2 separate regions of the Gossypium hirsutum genome follow, and region 2 is linked to region 1. The links are chromatin contacts, called in public Hi-C maps. All regions are on one chromosome and are shown on one strand. The core of a region is the stretch at or near the end of the contact, and the rest is flanking DNA. Distances in the headings are between cores, read along the strand shown.

Region 1 (3,904 bases), core at 548-3,047:
ATTTTTGTAAATTGGAGTTCACTCGTATCAAAGTATTGACACTAAGTTAGCTTTTGGAAATCCCTATCTCGAAGTAACAAAACGCTACATTCAGTAAGTTAGGACATATTACTTTGCAATTCCAAGACAGTTGCTCACATTTTGAAAACCGTCAAAACTTAGAAGGGTACTTGATTATTCGAACTCAACGAGAAAAGTTGCAACCCAATAAGTTAGGGCACTACTTTCTCGAAATTTCCAAACACTAAGCATTACCTTTATATTTTTTGAAAACTTTAGAGCCTTGTTTTTTTTTAAAATGATGCGTGGGGAATTGTATTGTGTTATAAATCATACATAATAACATATTATTGTAATAGGTAAATAATACATGTATTTAAACAAAATGATGGCAATAATATAAAAATCGTGCATTAGATACATACATATAAAAATAATATATATACATAGCAAATATTAACAATATACATACAAAGATATATATATATATATATAACATGTATTGAGAATGAATAAACAAAACGTACAAACATACAAAGTAATAATTAAATAATGCATGACATACAAAAAAGAGTAATACAATATCAATGTACATGTTCATGAAATGTAATATCAAATAATAAATATAAAATAACATATAACACATGATATATGCAATACATATATAAAAAAAATGAAATGAGTTATTGTTAATAAAATATACATATAACACAAATAAAGACATAATATTTAATAATAATCTTAAAATAATATTTGCTATATAATATATAAAACATAATAACAAAATATTAGTAAAAGAATAATAATTATATATAAAATATATTGGGTTTAAAAAATATATATAAAATATAAGTATGTAAAAGAATTTATAAAATAACACATAATATAAAAATATCATTTTAAAAAAATACATAATAAATAAATAATTAATAATTTAATAAGAGTTAAAAATATAATTTAATTTACAAATTTCAGAATTTTAAATAATGTAATGAATGATATAAATATAAATAATATAATAGATAACATAAAAAAATAAGTAATATAAAAATACAATAAATGTTATATAATGAAATATAATTTGAATATATAGGAAATAAGAAATATAATATATATACTATAAAATAACGAAAATATATATGTAAGAAAAATATATAAATAATTAATAAATATATAATATAAAAATAATGATGTAAAATAATAATAATTTGTGAAAAATAATATATAATAAATAATAATATAATAAAATCGTATTATAATGTATAATGTAAAAGTAAGGTAAAAAAAAACAAATAACAATATATAAATATATATATAAAAAATAAATATAGGACTAAATTTAAAAGTTCAGCAAATTATGGGGCGAATTTAAAAGAAATAAAACTGAATTAGGGCCTTCATTAAAACACGCACAAAACAAAAGGGACTCATTGGGAAAATTTCCCTATTCCCAAAACGACTGCGTTTTAAACTTAGACTTAATGTAGCTACTTCAGGGATTAAATCACAACTGAGACAAAACATTAGGGTTAAATCATAAATAAAATAAAACTTAATCGCAAACACAAAAAAGGTGGAGGGACTGATTGGGTAATTAACCCAATTCTAAAAAAAGCCGGATCCTCCCTGGGTAATCGGGTCAACGCGCAGATCCTATGGCTTAATACGACACTGTTTTGAGCTTATTAAATTAAGTAGAAACGACGTCGTTTCAAAGAGGCTATATAATCCAATTTCGCAGCTTAAAAAATCATTTTAACACCAGCCCTAAAAAAAATCTTGAAATGCTCTGCAGAAGGGGAGGAGAGAGGTCCCAATCCTGGCCTCCGGCCACGGTGCAGTGCTTGCACACGCGCCTCACGCGCCATCGTACACGGTGGTCTGAAGGCTTAAAAACCTTTGCCCTTCCACAGGTGACCTCTTTTCCCTTAGATCCTTACTTGTATATGATAAAACAATTCATATATGTTCAAAATAAAGCACGAGATATGCGATTAAATCACCTTTTGAGAGACTGTTGGTATTTTTTTTTGAATGAATGTCTGTGAGTATATTTCTTTCTTCCCCAAAAAAGAAGGGTCCCCTTACACCGTTTTAATTCGGACTTTTATAGCCACTACTGTTATTACATAAACTGGGAAAGAAATCGAAGATTTCTTTCCATTTCTTGTCTGTTGTATCTACCATATCTTTGATTGTGATCTGCTGAAATCCTTTTATTTTAGTTTCCTTTTTTTGTTTTGTTCGTATCTGCTGTGTTTCCTTTTCTTGCAGGTGACTTGCAAAGATTTCGGTGGTGACGAAGGCTTGACGATGGTCCACTGGTGGCGGTGATCTCGGCGTGACTCAGAGCCTTAGGATTGTGGCCTTGCTGGAGAGTAGCTGGAACGACGCGTCTGTTGGGATGGCTTCTGGAATCTTCTACTTGCGGCGCGAGGAGAAAGAGAGGCAGAAACCCTAGGGTTTCATGCCTCGGTGTAACGGTTTGGGCCAGTTGGGCCACTTTAGTCTTGGGTCCATTTAGGTCTGTTGTAATGGGCCTTAAGAGTAAGATTTTAGAAATGGGCCAGTAATGTAACGGGTTTGGGTCTGCTGAGTTGTAACCGGGCATAAGGTTTAGGCCAATTGATTTTGGGTCTACTGGTTGGTGGGCCAATGTAAATGGACTTTTAAAATATTTATTTGGTTTACAGCCCGGTCAAATTTGGGCTACTACAATCGTGATCACAATTTTAACGATATATTTTTTAAATACCATTACCATGAATCATATTACTAATCATAATAAATGTAAACATTGTTAAAATATTAAATTTAGATATCAGCTTATAGTCGAAGTTGCCGGTCATATTGCAATGCTTTGTTTGTACTATTCGATGGGATGACAGATCATATCGTTGCACAGTTGTTTAATTCATCATAATTCATTTACTGAAGTATTTTTAAATTAATTCTATATTTCACTTAAAACATTCGTATATTCACAATTTCTTTTCGATTGGTATAGACATTATTGCTAATGTAGGAGAACGTGGGTTCGAGTGTGTTAAAGTATATTATCTTCCTATTTAAAGGTTGAAGAGGAACTATGAATAATTCTAGGCATTGTATTGAAACTAGTTTAATACTAAAACTATTAGAGATAGTTAATATGTTCTAACTAATTCTGTTAGCTTCCTCTATTTGAATGTGTATAAATACGCTACTCTTGTAGTCATCAATCTCAAGCAATTATTCACAAGGTTATTCAATATTAGTTTAGTTTCTATATTGTTTACCATTCTTTCATGGTATTAGTCATTGGTTACTGGGTTCTGTTTTCCACTTAATGGCTTCTCATACTGCTGCTGAGTTCCTAGAGATTTCGTTCCGGTTCACAGCTCCTTGCCTTGTTCCTTTGACGGTGATAGACTCGTTTGTGTAGTTCTTTTGTTTAGACTCGTTCGTATAGTTCTTTTGTTTCCTAAACATGACACTGTAAAACTTAAGGAAGATATGTATATTCAATGGTAGCGTCAGGTTAAACTTGTTATTGATGGGTACAATCTTACCGGTTACATTCTTGGTACTGTTCCGATCCCATCCAAATTTGTGCCCAATAGAAAAGGACAGTTGGACTCTAATCCTGAGTTTCTTGCGTATCATCAGCAAGATAAACTTCTTACTTCTTGGTTATTGTTTACAATTAGCACCGATCTTTTATCGTGTTTTACATGTACCTTTACTGCTTGTGAAGTTTGGAGTAAGCCTTGTCATCTCTTTGCTGTGATCTACGGTGTTAAGGTTTCTAGATTGAAGCATGATATGCATTCGTTAAAGAAAGGGCCTATCTTAGTAAAAGAATGTTTTGCAAAGATAAAAGGCACTTGTGATCTTCTTGAAGCTTCTGGACATCCTATTTCCA
Region 2 (4,300 bases), core at 1,586-4,085, 130 kb before region 1:
AAAGGAATTGACGGTAAAAAGGATCTAGCCCGGACGGGTGATCCTATCTTGATATAGCCCTCCCGAAGAATACGTGTAAAATGGATTTAGCCCGGACGGGTAATCCGAATTAGGGTCTGAATTTAGCCTGGACTGGTAATTCAGATCCAAGCTCATTAGAGTAATTGTCGTTGCAGGGGATTTAGCCTGGACTGGTAATCCCGACAATACTCTATGAGTTTATATTACAAGGGATTTAGCCTGGACTGGTAATCCCACTGTAAGGATGAGGTTCGCGGGAGTGTGCTCTCTGATATGAAATGTGTAAAACCATGGTTGAAAGATACCATGGCAGCCTGATATGAAATGTGTAAGACCATGGTTGAAAGATACCATGGCAACCTGATATGAAATGTGTAAGGCCATGGTTGAAAGATACCATGGCAGCCTGATATGAAATGTGTAAGGCCATGGTTGAAAGATACCATGGCAACCTGATATGAAATGTGTAAGACCATGGTTGAAAGATACCATGGCAACGTGATATGAAATGAACAAGACCATGGTTGAAAGATACCATGGCAACATGACAGAAAATGAGTAAGACCATAGTTGAAAGACACTATGGCATCATGTCAAAGATAAATAAGACCGTGGATGGGAGACGCTCTAACATCTGTTGAACAATTGATATTCAGGTAATATGTATCAGATGACGAATGGTTATATGAAATAATTATGAAGATAGATAAACGAAATAAGTATAAGTACATGGAATATAATTTATGTTAAGTTTGATATAAGCTATTACCGGAATAAATATACATAAAATATATGGAAATGATGGAGTATGAAATATTGATATAATGAAATGAATGATATATGCTTATGAAGAAACGGTAAGAGCATGATATGTTTCATGACATGTACATATATGATTATCTTTGATATGTTGATACAAGGAAATTATGTAAGTTGAGACTATTATTAAACTCAAGTGCGATATGTCGAGAAAATAGATATATCAATGTTGAATTTATATGAGATATGTGCAAGTATACTAACAATGTTGCTGTTTGATGCTTATACAAGTGTCAAACTGTTGATTGAATGGTAATATATTTATTTATATGATGCATTGAATCGGTAAGTATTTAAATTTTTTTAGTGATCTGTAAATGGTAGTAATGCTCTGAAACCCTGTTCTGGCAGTGGATACGGGTTAGGGGTGTTACAATCAACATCAATTTTTCTCTTTTATTAATAGATGATACGCATTAAGTGATTATTTGCATCTTATAGAATATATGGATTCATATAAATGAATATTATTTTAAAGGATATGATGTTAATCCTTAAGTGTAATCAACAGGGTTTGAAATCTTCAAGGACTATGAAATATAGGTGTTTGAGGACAAGAAATGGAAGAATGCTACGGAGAGGTATTTTCGAATACAACAGAGCAAATCAATTAGATCGAATGTTCCTCATGGTACTATATCGGGAATTGCTTTGGTAGCTTGGAAGAAAGGGACTATCTTCCTCGGAGTGTCTCTAACAATCTTTAATATTCAATGAATAAAATTTACAAGTTTTTGTAGCACATTACATGAGGTTACCACTAAGCAAGCTATTTTATTCGTAATAAGAGAAGCAATGATTGAGGCAAAGAGGTTTGGATTCACTATTGGTATCTTTGCACCTAACATGAAAGCTTTATGCAAGAGTTTTGAGCAGGATGTAAGGTCCATCGATTGGAGGCTCCAACCATTAGCGGAGGACATCAAGGCACTTGAATAAGAATAATGCTATATCATTACAATAAATAGGGGCGTTGTTTTAAAATGAGCTTAGTCTGATTATTATTAATGGCAAAACATGATACATCATTTTTTTAAATGAAGTTTAGAGAATATTGATGGAGTTTACTCTTATCTTAAAAAGATAAAAAAAAAATAATCATAAAGCAACATTTAGATCTTAAATTTGATAAAATTTTCATCTTGATCCTTCAACTTTTTTTTTTATCCACATTAGTCTTTAAGCTTGATAGTTTTTCTCAATTTGGTTTCTTATCTTAGATCTTGTTAAAGTATAATAATGTGACATTATAAGATTATCTCACATCGCCACATGAATTTCTTTAATTTTTCCTTTTGCATTCTTTAGATATCATATAAAATTTTTAAAATTTTCAAATGACAATGTGACCTAATATTAGAGCGACACGCTAATATACTCTAATGAAATTCAAATTTAGGAATTAAGTTGTAACTCACAAGTTTAATAAAAAAGGTTAAAATATGTCATGTCCCTGTACTCTTTGTAAATTTAAAATTTAGTCTCTTTACTTTCTATATTTCAAAATTTAGGTTCAATTGTTAACATTGTTATAATTTTTTTCGTTAAATTGGCTTATATTACATATTGAAATAAAAAAAAATTCACTTGGTAGCAACTTAACTAAAAAAATAATATTATAATGAACTTGAATTTAACAAATTATTTTAACAATGTTAACAGTAAAACCTGAATTTAAAAATTTGAAAAGTAAAATGACTAAATTCCTAAAAATAAAAGTACAGTAACTAAATTTCAAATCTATAAAAAATACAAGGACTTATGGAAGGGAGCATAGCATATCCCTAGATTTGTTGCAACCCTAAAATCTCATCACCTCATACGGTGGCTAATGGTCACAAATCCGGGGCTTTTAACACCAAAGCTACCCCTGTAACCGACACGTACCGGTTGCCCACGCCAACGAATTGCGTAAACGTTGACGGCAGGAACCATGTGGTATACCAAATGGCGCTTTTACTAATTTAACACCAAGACCATTGGGAGCTTGTGGCTGATATTTGAAGATGAAGGTAGGAAACAAGAAGGGCAAAAAGAAAAAAAGATAAAAAAAATAAGGGAAAAAGTGCAACGGTGGGCTTTTAGTTGAATCAGCCACTAAATTATTGCCACTTGGCAACATCTAATGTATCTTACCGTTCATTCTTTTATAGCCTCACATAATTTTCTGCCCAATTTTTGTAATTTTCCAAAAAATAAATCCTCATGAAATTGTAGTGGCTGAGATTTCTCCTTTTGTTTCTTCCCCATACTGTAGTTTCTGGTGTTTTTTCAGTTTATCACCAGAAAATAAGCTTGCTTTCACTTTTTTTTGGGTTTATTCAAGTTCTTTTCTCCCAAAAAAGACTACTTTTAATTTTTCCAATTCTGTTGATTCCGATCTTGTCATTGCCGGAAACTATGAGCTCTCCGGCTGGTTTCCGGTGAACCCATTTTTGATACGTGATCGTTGCTTCCATTGTTGTCATCTTCCATGGTTATCTCTTTAAGGTATTTACACTTCATTTCTAGGGCCTTCCTTAAAGGCTTTGCTAAGCTGAGTTTGGAAGTTGTGTTCTTTATATGCAGCTGAGTAGAGAAACGAAAGAAAAGTGATTGAATTTGAATCCTTTTGTTTTTTTTCTCGGCGACCAAACAGAAGGTGAAGAATTATTATTGGCTGTCAATAGATAGATTGGATGTGGAACAGTGGAAGTGTGTTGTTGATTACTAATTAAAGTTTCTTTTTTTTTTCGTATCATTTTCTATTAAAGGTTTTGGCGTCTACGGGTTCGTTTTGGTGAGAATTTTCTTTTAAGTTCTTTGGAAGAAGCCGTCTCTTCTCTTTGTTACGGTGGATACTTAATTTTTATTTATTTTATTTTAATTTTTCCAGAGATTTAGCATTCACCCCAAATTTTTATTAAGTAAATATTTTTATTAAATGATGAGAAATTAATATTAATTTAATTGGAATAAAAATACAAACAGAGACGGATCTCCATCGATTTGTTGTTGTTGTTCTTTTGTGTTTTTTCTTTTTGCAGTATTAAATAGCATTCATCAGGTTTTGTGGAGCTCAAAAACGGCATTACTATTTGTCGTATTGGATGTTGGAAGAAATGAAAGGAGGTTTGTGATATACTCTTTGCTTGTTAGAGAGGATTTGAAGCAGCGGTGACGCTGTTTCAATGGACACATACTCCTCTGGTGAAGAACTAGTTATTAAGGTAAACTCTTCTCTTAAATGAAGCTTTGTAAAAAAATGGGGGTTTGTGTTTGTTATAATTTGGACCATTGAATTTTGTATGTTAAATGATAGACTAGGAAGCCTTATACTATTACGAAACAACGTGAAAGATGGAGCGAGGAAGAGCATAATAGGTTTCTAGAGGCCTTGAAGCTCTATGGACGAGCTTGGCAACGCATTGAAGGTTTTTTCACTTGCTTTTCCCTCTTAGTTTAGATTTTGCTGCTATCA

What was found. Hi-C and Micro-C count contacts between places; a contact is called where the count stands out from the background.
Region 2: a Hi-C map of leaf shows a contact between it and region 1, with 2.6 times the contacts expected there. The contact joins the promoter of LOC121210912 here to the enhancer-like site in region 1. A contact is called at or near these places in 8 of 34 Hi-C or Micro-C datasets (anther, callus, leaf and 1 more).

The regions. Positions count from the first base shown.
Region 1 is chrA12:82,976,469-82,980,372 of Gossypium_hirsutum_v2.1, reverse strand. No RefSeq gene overlaps it. Among protein-coding and RNA genes, the nearest start is that of LOC121210911, 4.4 kb to the right of the region's middle. Within about 2 kb of position 1,797, at least 9 of the 9 cell types and tissues checked have an H3K27ac peak or open chromatin away from gene starts, as enhancers often do. A contact at or near this core is called in leaf, where this site is marked.
Region 2 is chrA12:83,108,066-83,112,365 of Gossypium_hirsutum_v2.1, reverse strand. It overlaps LOC121210912 (protein LATE ELONGATED HYPOCOTYL), which reads left to right and starts at 2,835. Exons shown (of 11, transcript XM_041082880.1): 1 at 2,835-3,330; 2 at 3,409-3,481; 3 at 3,594-3,619; 4 at 3,887-4,049; 5 at 4,142-4,253. The coding sequence starts at 4,011.